Linked DNA regions of Mus musculus: regions 1 and 3 are each linked to region 2. Evidence: chromatin contacts called from public HiChIP or PLAC-seq data. All regions are on one chromosome and are shown on one strand. Each heading gives the region's core, a stretch centred on a gene start, on an enhancer-like site or on the middle of the called end of the contact. The rest is flanking DNA. Distances are from core to core; before and after follow the strand shown.

Region 1 (3,601 bases), core at 798-3,297, 270 kb before region 2:
GTGGCTTTATTTTCAAACAAAATGCACATTGTCTCCTAGGTGCCAGTGAGCCACACCAGGGAAATCAGTTTCCTCTGTTATTCCCTTTGCCACTTCTCACTTGCCTGGAATATGCTGATGGAAGCCCAGGCAGAACTGCATCCGATGGTGTTAATTTCCCAACCGGTACATCCCCGGGTAAATACCGATCGCATCATGCAACATTACGAAACCTGAAATCCACCACCCCTGGATTTATAACAGAGATGGGGGAGGGGGAAGGGAGGGGGAAGAAGGGAGGGAGGGAAAGAGGGAGGGAGGAAGGGAAGGAGAGAGAGAGAGAGAGAGAGAGAGAGAGAGAGAGAGAGAGAGAGAGAGAGAGAGAGAGAGATATGCATTACATACTCGAAGATGGGAAGAGATTGCTTCTGTGCTGCAAGGGAAGGGTTCTCCGTGATTCGCAGTCTCATATTCCTCAGCTTTGCAAAGGTTTCCAGAAACCGAATTCTCAATAAGCGTTAGAAGATGCATTGTCTGAATGTACTTCCATTATGCAGTTTATTGTCAAAAAAAAAAAAAAAAAAAAAAAAAAACCCTCAGGGAGGGCTGTATCCTGATGAACCTGCAGTTTCATCAGCACGGTGCAACCCCCTCCCCCAAACTTAACCGAGAGTATATCCTCCTACCTGTTGGTGTTGGATATCCCGACAGACTATAGCTTCTTCTTTCTATAAATTGCTGATTTTTTTTTCCTGAGTGCCTTGACTGAGCATCCAGGCAGGGCTCGGCGGCGCCTGCGCGTTGGAGCCTCCTTCAGCTCCAGCCGCGTCCTCCCCTGTCGCAGCGGCACCGTCTCCCCCAGTAACGCAGGGGCCGCGGCGGCGGCGGCGCGGTGGCGAGGGCGGCGGCGAGGCTTGCTCCGGCCTCCGCCGAGCCAGCAGGAACCCCTGCCTGTCTCCGGAGCAGGCTGGCTTTGCTTCAAAGTCCTGTCCAGTTCAGCCGGCCCCAAATCAGGCTTTTGTTCCCTCGAGGCAGCTTCGGAACTTTTCCCTCCCCGCATGCATTGGCAGTGGGGGGCTCGGGAAGGCTCTTCCCGGACCTCAGGCCCATCCTCTTCCCCTAGGGCAGCGCACGAAGCCACCGTGCCGCGGACGGCCGCCTCCGCCCCAGCTGCCCCGAACCCTCGCCTTCCCCAAACATCGTCTTCCTTTCTCTGTCAGGGTGGTCCTGCTAAGCATTGGATGCGCCTTGTAGAATTCTTCTCAAATGATTTTTCCCCCTGCTGATCTTTGATTTGGCACGCTAGCTGGGGAGAGAAAAAGAAAGAATGAAAATTAAAAAAAAAAAAAAAAAAAAAAAAAAAAGGAAAGAAAAAAAATTAAGCACAGTCAAAAATCTTGCCAGTGGGGGAAGAAGGGAAGCGGGTTGGGGCAGCCTTGTCTTTGTCAGTGGTCATCTGTTCTTGAAGGCACGCAGATCTGCGTTTAAGGAAGGAGAGGCTAAGTTCAGGCGACAAGTGCAAAACCGATCTACACTCATTCTACCTTCTCGAACGTGACTAATGGATCAGGAGTACAAAGATTTTACATGGCTGTTCCTCGCATCCCACCCCAAGCAACAAGACTCTCCTTTCTCTTCCAAGCTGGGATGACCAATAGGTTGCTGATGTCAAAGCGGTGGAGTGTATGAGTTTCCCCTTTCCCTTTTTTTGTTATTAGACATTTAAAAAATAATAATACCAGGAATATGATGAATACCGGAAACTTACACCAGTCCACAAACACCACATAGTCTGACACCTGGTGATTAGGAACGCCCCAAGAATCATCCACGTCTCGATTCTCCCATTTCCAAAGAGTTTTTGCGAGGGTGGGGTAAGATTTTAAACAACTACCCACTCTTCACCCCTTAAAAGCTAGCAGGCACGCTTTCATTAATTCCCAAGGTGAAACGTCTGCTTGTCTTCCTGCAAGCTTATTGCTTTATAATAATCTGTTAATGAAATAGAAAAAAATATCTCTCTACAGTAATAATTCGATCTCGAGACAGCAGTAAAATACCTCATCGCTGGGTGGTGAGATTGTGACATTCAGGGGAAGTCAAGCCAATCAGCATACAGATAATATAGGTTAATTTACATATTGTATTTCTATTGGATACATAGAGGTAAAATGTTTAAAGCTTAAAAATGAATACTTCACTGTCATGATGTCACAGTCGTTACACAAAGACCAACGTTAGTAATACTGAAATAATGTTGAATTGCCCTGATTTGATTGGAGATTTTTTTTAGCCAATTAAAAAAATAATGATTAGCTGTGGGGTGTGTGTATGTGTGTGTGTGTGTGTGTGTGTGTGTGTGTGTGTGTGTCTGTTCTTTTGGTTATCCATAAAACATTTGCTTAGGCATCTTAGGAGAGTCAATCCTACAACAATACTGGAAGTAACTTGAAAATATTTCCACCCAAGGGAGACACCCTGGTTTTTGTGAAACACGACTCAGAAGAACTCAAAACCATATGATGGGTACAACTTTTAAGTAAAATCTCAAATTTGTTTTTTATGAAACTACAGATTAATTTTCTACTTAAATTTTCTACTTCTCAATGCGTTTTGCAAAGAATGGTTGTTTGCTGAACTTTTAAGATTAAAAAAAAACTATATAGAAAAAGCGATTCAAGTAAGTTAACTTAAATATCCACCATTGACAAGTTGTTAGGTTTTTCAGGTTAAGAAAACATTTAAAAGTAAATGTAAAGGTGAAAATAGATTGCCAGACCACAAGGAATAATTCATTTTGGCAAAAAGCATAGGGCTAACTAATCTTATACTTTTTTTTTTTAATCTTTTTTTCTTTTCTTTTTTTGAGACAAGGTTTCTCTGTGTAGCCCTGGCTGTCCTGGAACTCACTTTGTAGACCAGGCTGGCCTCAAACTCAGAAATCTGCCTGCCTCTGCCTCCCGAGTGCTGGGATTAAAGGCGTGCGCCACCACGCCCGGCTAACTGATCTTATACTTTAAGAAGCATATATTGGGGCTGATGAGATGCCTCAGGGAGTAAGAGCACTGACTGCTCTTCCGAATGTCCGAATCCCAGCAAGCAGAGTTGAGCGGGGCTAACCGGAGCGAGCAGAGGATTTATAAATTCAATTCCCAACTCACACACACAAAATAAAAATAATAAAATAAAAATCTTAAAAAAGAAGCATTTATTGATTCCTTAAAGATAATAGAAAGTGATATGTATATGAAGAAGCCTTTTATACCAACTTCCAGGTATACTAGAGCAATTTTTCCTTTATAATTGAGTACAGTTACACTTATTTCAGGTCCCCCTCCCCCCAGTTATTAGATAAAAATGCCAATTTTTTTATTTTTTTTGGCTTGCAAGGTGCTCAAAAACTAGTGAAATAATTTTTAATTTAGTTCATTAATGCTACAGGAGAAAAAGCCAGATTTTGCATCTTTCAACAACAGGGGTTTTAAAGATATATTTAGTGGATGGACAAGGTTTCATATTAACAAGAAGTTCTCAAAAAAGTGTATCGATTACTGAAGATTTGTTCTCATATTGTAGGGTTACTGATCTCAGCTAATTTCTTTTTTGATTCCTTGTATCACCA
Region 2 (3,780 bases), core at 1,194-3,693:
GGAAAAACTAAAAAAAAAAAAATCATTTGAGTTTTCTTAAAACAATCAAAACAAAGACAAAGCAAACCAATTGCATTATTTTTGGACTAGAATAGTAGTGACTATATTAGTTTATTTTTCTTTTTTCTATGACAAACTATCTAACAAAAGCTCACTTAAAGAAGGGATTCTTTATTTGGCTCAAGTAGATTCATCACGGCAGAGAAGGCATGGAGACAGTACAGTGAGGCAACTGTTCATGTTAAATACACAGCCAGGAAGAAGAAAGATGGAGGATGGTGCCTGTTTTTATGTTTTGTTTTGTCTTGTTTTTCACTTATTGCTTTTTCCTGGACCTCAGGTCATGAAAAGGTCTACCCATGTTCTAGCTGTGTCTTTTCTGCTCTGTTAAACCTGGTTGGAAACATGTTCAGAGACATAGAGAATTTTGTTCCTTAGATTTTATCAAGTTGACATAAAAATTAACCATCCCAAGTTCACTCTTGTCAACTATCACCCAAACCAATCACTGTTCAATGGTAATTGTCCACTTAGAGTCTCCAAATACTCATTTGTGTTCATCTCATATTGCAAAAATGCACTTAGTTAATGTCTAAAAGCCCTCTAAATCTTAGTTTGAACTGTTCAAAAGGATGTACAGATTTTCTTCTGAGAACTCAAGCAAAACCAAAGCAAATTAGTTACATACTTATAATATGTCATTGTACAAAGTGTGTATCACCATGTTAAATGGGAGGAATGAGGACATACCAAGAAAAGAATGGGGCAAAGCAAGACCAGGATCTGTGAGAGCAAGCACTAAGCCTGAAACCTCTGACCCTTATCAGGGGCTTTTGATGAGGTTTGTCTTTAACAGTTTTAATCCTTCTACTACACTTCTTTGACCATTGATGTATGTAACTTGTCTCTAAGGACAAGTTCTTTTCTCACTGAATATACCATAGTCCTGGCTTCTCCAACATACTGTAGTTGCTTTGACTTCACCTTTGTAGTTTCATGCATTGACCTGTCAGGGTCCTCCTGAAGAAAATATGATCTTTTCACATACTGCCTGACCTCAGCAGCTCTCTGGAAAGTCGGGTAAAGCTTCTATGACCTTCCTCCACATTGTTGAATTTTACTTGTTAAACCAACTTTCCTGCCCCGAAGAGCATTGCAAGTTTGATTGTTGTGTTACATATGCGTCAGAGGGGAGAGAGGTTATATCTACACTCAGTATTATAGCCTACACACATCTCAATGATTAATAATCTAACAAAAGCATGAGACCACCACCACCCAGGTGCCAGAGGGCCTGGACAGGGAGTTAGTCTGAGACAAACACCACTTCCGTGCCAGGTATGCAACCAAGCTGGGGATGTGAATAGAGAAGAACCCCACTTAGAACTACAGGCTCCAGGTGGGAGTAAGCCCAAGAGAGATGATCGCTTTTGTTGGCTGACAGAGGAGAGAGCCTGAAATGATCACCATGAGGCCCAGAGAGGGGGCTAGCTTGAGATGGTGCCTCCCAGGCTTGGAGATGGGCAAACCAGGCTTGAGATATTCCCTGCCTGGCACTACCATGCATGAGTAGAACATAGCAATCCTGAGATCACTTCTTAAATGACTTCAGACACTCAGAGACCCTGCGTATTGCTAAGAGGATCAAGTAAGGAGTAGAGAAATGGAAGAGAATGAGAAACTTAAGGATGTGGTAATAGCAAAGAGAAGCAGAACTGGAGATTCAAGGGTAGTGAAGAACAACCTGGGACCATGGTGGCACTGCAGCAGAAGGGGTCTGTTACCACCAAAGGCCAAATAGATGTCCCTGGTTTGGGCTGCCAGTGGGACATGTTGATATCTGAAGGGTATGAAGAACTGGCACCACCCCTCTCCTGGGCATCTTGGGAAGGCTTTCCCCAGAGACACGAGAGGAGAGTTGACCCTGTCTATAGCCAGCCGTAGTACTCAGGAGAGCAGACCTTGCATTTTGGGAGTTACAGGTTATCTGCCTGGAGGATGTGAATGTCAGAGACCTGGCCCTACCACTCATTTCCCTGTGGTGGCATGGATGAAAGATATCTCTTACCCACTTTTCCTTCACAACCTTCGGGAGGCTGGAGACTTTGGCCCTGGGGCCTTGAGAGCAGGAGAGCTGTCTCTGAGCTTAATCAGCTACAGCACTCAGAAAAGCCGGCCTAGCATCTCAATTGGGTAGCACAGTAGAGCTGGCTTTAGATGTAGGTGTTGGGAGTGAGTGTGGGAGAGCTGGCCCTGCGGCTTGGCTGGTGTGAGGCAGTGTCCTTGACTCTTGCCCCTTGCCACCTAGGGCAGGAGGGAGAGCTAGTACAAGGGTCATGAGATTAGGAGAGCAAATCCAGTTTCCAACCTGCTGCAGCACTTGGGAGAGCTGGCCCTGCATCTTGCCTAGGGCCAAGAGCTGAGCTGGCCCTGGATTTGGTGTTTGAAGGTAAAACAAGCCCCATGACATCACAAGATCATGGGAGCTGGTTGGCTGACCATGTCTGATGCCTCTCAGTTACAGATCCAAGGCTTTCAATCAGTCCACCCCAATGTCTACCATGTCAGTGAACTGCTGGAGTACATGAAGGAGGATGATTCTACAAGTCCAGAACTAACATATCTCCATGACACAGGGCAATAACTGAGGAGTCCAAGTGAGGTTCCAGTATTGACAGTGTAGCTGAGTCACAGATATCCTTTCAGGCTATGAGTAATTGCAACAAATATTTGCAAGCAAAGAAGTGGGACACATTGTGACACTACAGCTTCCACAAGATTTTCTTTCCTCTGCTGAGGGGGAAGTTGCAAGGATGGAGAGCAGGCATAAGGAAGGTGGAGATGTGTTAGATTAGGCTGTATGGTGTGAAGTTTGCAAAGAACCAATAAAATGTTTGAAAATCTTAAAACAACAACAACAAAAACACCAATACTCTGATACTACAAGATCAAGGTGTTGTCTGCCTGGTCTCTTCCCCAGGGAAGAGTGTGATATGTATCTTGGTGGCTGAACTGTGGAAAACACCTGTTAAGCAGTTGCTTTTCAGCAGAGAACCCCTTCAGTAGCATTCTCAGTTCAGTCACTTCTTTCAAAAGAATTTACATTTTTACAGGATAAAATTTACTTTTCTTCAGATTTTATGTTAGCCTTTATCGAACAATTTTGGACTCTTGTGTGGGTGTGCACTCATGCACATGTACACACACACACACACACACACACACACACACACAAGCTGGAACCACTTGATGCATGAATCTTAACCTCATAACACCTTCTCTAAAATCTCAGAGTGAAGTGAGAACTTTCTTCTTCCTAGTAAGAACCCCTTTAATGATTACAAATGCTTCCTTAACATCTATCTTGAATGCAATTTTAAATTAATTAATATTTTCCCTTGTTAAACTGCACATATATGTATATACATATATACGTTTTTTTTTCTCTATAGATATAAGATGTAAACAATAATCATACCAGAGCCTCAATGCTGTACTGCTTCCCTCTACAAAACAGTATCTTTCAATTCAGCTTCATTCAGGATTTTAGAACATGAGGAGAAAGCAGTGAGATTTTGTTCTCGGCCTTTACCACAGAGTCTAGTAAAGCTTTTGCTGTCCTGTGACACTTCACGAACAGACCTGTAACTCTCTTGACTTCTCTCAGCATTCTGGGCTTTCCTCCAATATCATCCTATGAACCCTTCCTATAATCATCTAGACTTTTCTGTCCTGTAAGGCAGACTCTTCCACATTCTTCTCATGCCCACCCTTAAAGAC
Region 3 (3,412 bases), core at 310-2,809, 300 kb before region 2:
CCTCTGTCCCCTCTTCTTCCAGGCGGCAGCAAGGCGCACAGATTTTCACTGCCGTGGACTCCTTGATATGATGGTTTGCCTGACGACACCCCAGAAAACAGAGCAAGCAGCATGGAAGCCAGTCTCTGAAGTTGTGAGTCATGAAAATTATTTCTTCTTCAAGATGGTTAGCTCAGGGATTTTTTCATACCTGGGGAAAGTTGATTGACATGAGTAGTCAAGATGATTTTGTGTTGCATTTTCCACCTTCCTTCTCTCTCTCGCTATCTAATTATTTGTATCAGGAGTCCCTCATTTTCAGTTTGCTATTTAACTTGCTTTGTTATCCGTTATGCAATGCTGGAACCACATCAATCTCTGGACAGGTTAAGTCCAGTTGGCCTACACCTGCCCTTCCTTTCAGTCTTTCTATCCATCATCCCAGTACAATGAGGTTCTGATAAGATCAGTCATGGCCAGAAAGGGACATAAAAAAAGACTTAATCTCTTCTCTGGCACAGTATATGGGGGGCTGTGTCAACTTACATCTTTTGGTCATATCTCTCTATTTCTGGACCTCTCTTCTGATGAAGATAAGCTTTACAAAGCAGGATCAGCAACAGAGGGTAAGAATTTTTGGAAATAGGAACATTTAGGTTTAAAACCCAGCCTTAATTCTTATTTTCTATTTGACACTAGACAAAATACTTTTTCTTTCTAAAGATTCTCTTTCTGAGTGTCAGAAGGAGGCCTAGGCAGATCACTCATGCAAAGACTCTGACAGAGAGCCAGCTGTAGTACACAATGTAGATTATATTGGGAGGCTGAGGTGTAGAGGAGCAAGAGCTTGGTCTTTCAAGGCAGGAAGACAGATGTTCGGCTCTGGTAGGAGTCACCACTGGCAAGCCATTTTCCTTCAGAGATTTAATTTTCTCATCTGTAATAACACCTATTTTCTCAGAGGACTTAGTAAAAATAATAGGTCAGCTGTCACTCAAGGTCATAATCTAGAAGAATCAGTGAGCAAGTCCACATTCCATTCCATTCCTCCTTCTGTTTCTTCAGTGGTGTGTTTGCTTTCCTCCAGGAGACTTTGCTCATGTCTCATAAACCTCCCAGGAACTGAGTGCACTATCCAGGCAACTGGAAGGAATCTACACTCATTCATTCACCCACTTACTTATTCATGCATGCCACAAATATCTATTAATAGCCATGTGTATCCTTACTTTGACCTCAGTGTGCTGGACTTCTTCTCAGAATGGACAGGCAGGGATGTTTGCAGAATGCTGCTCAACAACTTCCACTGACCTTTGTCCTGCTGTGGTTACTGGCTTGTCTTTCTTAGTTATACATAATTTATTCTAACTTCAACCCAGAACAGTTTGTTTTTAATCCTAACAGTCCCCTAAAGTTATATTTCCTTTGTTTCAGATATAGATTCTTGTGCTGTTCAACATAAAAAATTAACTACTTTGAGAAACTATTCTGAAAAGATATGAAAAAGTTAGAGGATATTATTCATACTTCCCGTATCTTACAAGGACTTATTAGGTACTGGGCATTGCAGTAGGCTTCATGCATGTCATTAGTGAATCAGTATAAGCAAGCTATGTCTGCGTAAATCTTAATGTCTAGAATGGAGGAGAGTAAAATAGACAATTAAAATGTTATATGGTGATAATGTCTTTGGCAGAGGAAAAATACAGGTGGTGTACTTGATCCACAACTGATCAATTCAAGAACAATGTCTTAACTAAGAGAGAGGCCTAGATGAAAAAATGAGTCTTCCAGTTCAAAGGGCGTGCAAACAGTGGCAAGAGAGGGAATCATGGGATCATGGCAGCAGACAGCATTGTGTGTAGTTGGAGAGGAAACATCTAGTGATAAGAGACCAGGTGTTAGGGTACATAGAGCCCTGGTTACAAGTGGCTTTGTAAGCTACAACAGGGAAGCAACTTTATCCAAAGACTATTAGGTAGACACTAAAGGGTTTCAAAAAGAGCAGAGACATTGTCAAGTTTGTTTTTATAAGGCTGGTTTGGGCAGGAGTCAATACAATGATGTGGAAGGAGGGCAGTACTGGACACAGTCCATCCAGTTAGGAGTTTGCATTCATTCGGGCAATGAGATAACTCTAGCCAGAAACATGGAGGGAACAGGCAATGTTCTGCATGGATCACTTTATGAATTTGTGCAATAAATATATACTGATGCTGGGCCAGGCATTGTCTAGGTGTTGGAGTTTAAATTATAATCAGAAAAGGACCGTTTTAGGTCCTAGTGGGCTATTCTGAATGTTTGGTGGTAATGCTCAGAATGTACATGGGTGACTCGGGACAGGAGTTTGATGAGAACATGGAGAGTTCAACTGAAAGGCAAGTGAAACATGTGAAGGGCAAATTTAGGGAAGAATCCTTTATTCAACATTTATTGTGTGCCACGAACTCTTCACAATGTGAAAGAAGGAGCAACAGAAAACAGGAAAAGTGCTTGAGTCACAGTGCTTTCTCCCACCCATTGGAAAGTGTCCTTCCTCATCTTGACCCCCAGCTGGGAGTAGGAAGTGAGGATCAGAGATGGTAGCAGAAAGATGTAATGGAGCAGTATCCAGACAACTTGGGAATATAAGCCAACTTGGGAAGAACTGATGAACTCAGATATATAAAGGTAGGATATGTTAACTTGAAAGATATCAAGCAAGACTTCCTCAGTGAATAGTGCATTAACCATACTCCTGTACTCTGAATGGAGATTGCCTAGGTTCAAAGACTGGAACATTAATCAAGCCTGGAAAGAGGAGACACTGTCAGTCAGTGTCCAGACTCGGTGCGACCATCTGGAGCTAGGGAAGTGCAGGGAGCATCGAAGTAGTCTGTGAGCCTAGACTGCGTGGGCTAGCCGGCCGCTTAGGAACTGTCTAGGATGAAGATTCTAAGGGAACATCTGAAGTTGGTGAGTTGTTGGAACAGTCTGTAGTTGATTTAATATTTGCTGGGACAGATAGGCTAGGGACAGTAGGTAAAGGTAAGGAGATCAGGGGGAAGCATTTATCTTGGGTCTACATTTGAAATTTAAGACCCATGATGTTGGTATTTGGAGAGGTGAATCTCAAGATCAGGGAAAGGCAGGGAGAAACCCAGAAAGGGGGTGGGGGGAATCCTAGCACCAGGAATAGACAGGTAGGAAAATTTAGACTGTTGGTTAGCAGGAGTCCATTTGACCTGTGACATGTGCATTCAAGTTGATTTCCTGAAGCTTATAAGACTTGCATAAGTTTACAAAAGAGATGCAAGTTTTAGATATATTAGTATCATCATTGTTTATGATATGCATTGAAATTCATATTGTAGAAAGGGCAGTAGTAGATTTATGTTTTTGAATTATAGTAAAAGCTTGGAGACCTAAACAATGGCATAGAGAGAAGGAACCA

Evidence for each region. HiChIP or PLAC-seq counts read pairs in DNA pulled down with a chosen protein or histone mark.
Region 1: a FOXA1 HiChIP or PLAC-seq map of pancreatic cancer cells shows a contact between it and region 2. The contact joins the promoter of Gpr85 here to the enhancer-like site in region 2. A contact is called at or near these places in 3 of 39 promoter capture datasets (the 3T3-L1 cell line, the C10 cell line and cranial neural crest), 2 of 484 Hi-C or Micro-C datasets (the HPC-7 cell line and cortical neurons), 4 of 115 datasets of contacts at active chromatin or transcription factors (bone marrow-derived macrophages, embryonic forebrain, neural progenitor cells and 1 more) and 1 of 9 other capture datasets (adipose tissue).
Region 3: a contact with region 2 is called in an HNF4G HiChIP or PLAC-seq map of pancreatic cancer cells. The contact joins two enhancer-like sites. A contact is called at or near these places in 5 of 39 promoter capture datasets (the 3T3-L1 cell line, the C10 cell line, embryonic stem cells and 2 more), 1 of 484 Hi-C or Micro-C datasets (the HPC-7 cell line) and 1 of 115 datasets of contacts at active chromatin or transcription factors (pancreatic cancer cells).

What each region holds. Positions count from the first base shown.
Region 1 is chr6:13,837,895-13,841,495 of GRCm38.p6, forward strand. Gpr85 (G protein-coupled receptor 85) reads right to left here and starts at 2,048. Exons shown (of 3, transcript NM_001330667.1): 1 at 1,748-2,048; 2 at 666-1,285.
Region 2 is chr6:14,112,173-14,115,952 of GRCm38.p6, forward strand. It overlaps the pseudogene Gm23760. Among named protein-coding and RNA genes, the nearest start is that of Gm38767, 96 kb to the left of the region's middle. Within about 2 kb of position 2,444, at least 9 of the 459 cell types and tissues checked have an H3K27ac peak or open chromatin away from gene starts, as enhancers often do. A contact at or near this core is called in pancreatic cancer cells, where this site is marked.
Region 3 is chr6:13,815,657-13,819,068 of GRCm38.p6, forward strand. No RefSeq gene overlaps it. Among named protein-coding and RNA genes, the nearest start is that of Gpr85, 23 kb to the right of the region's middle. Within about 2 kb of position 1,560, at least 13 of the 459 cell types and tissues checked have an H3K27ac peak or open chromatin away from gene starts, as enhancers often do. A contact at or near this core is called in pancreatic cancer cells, where this site is marked.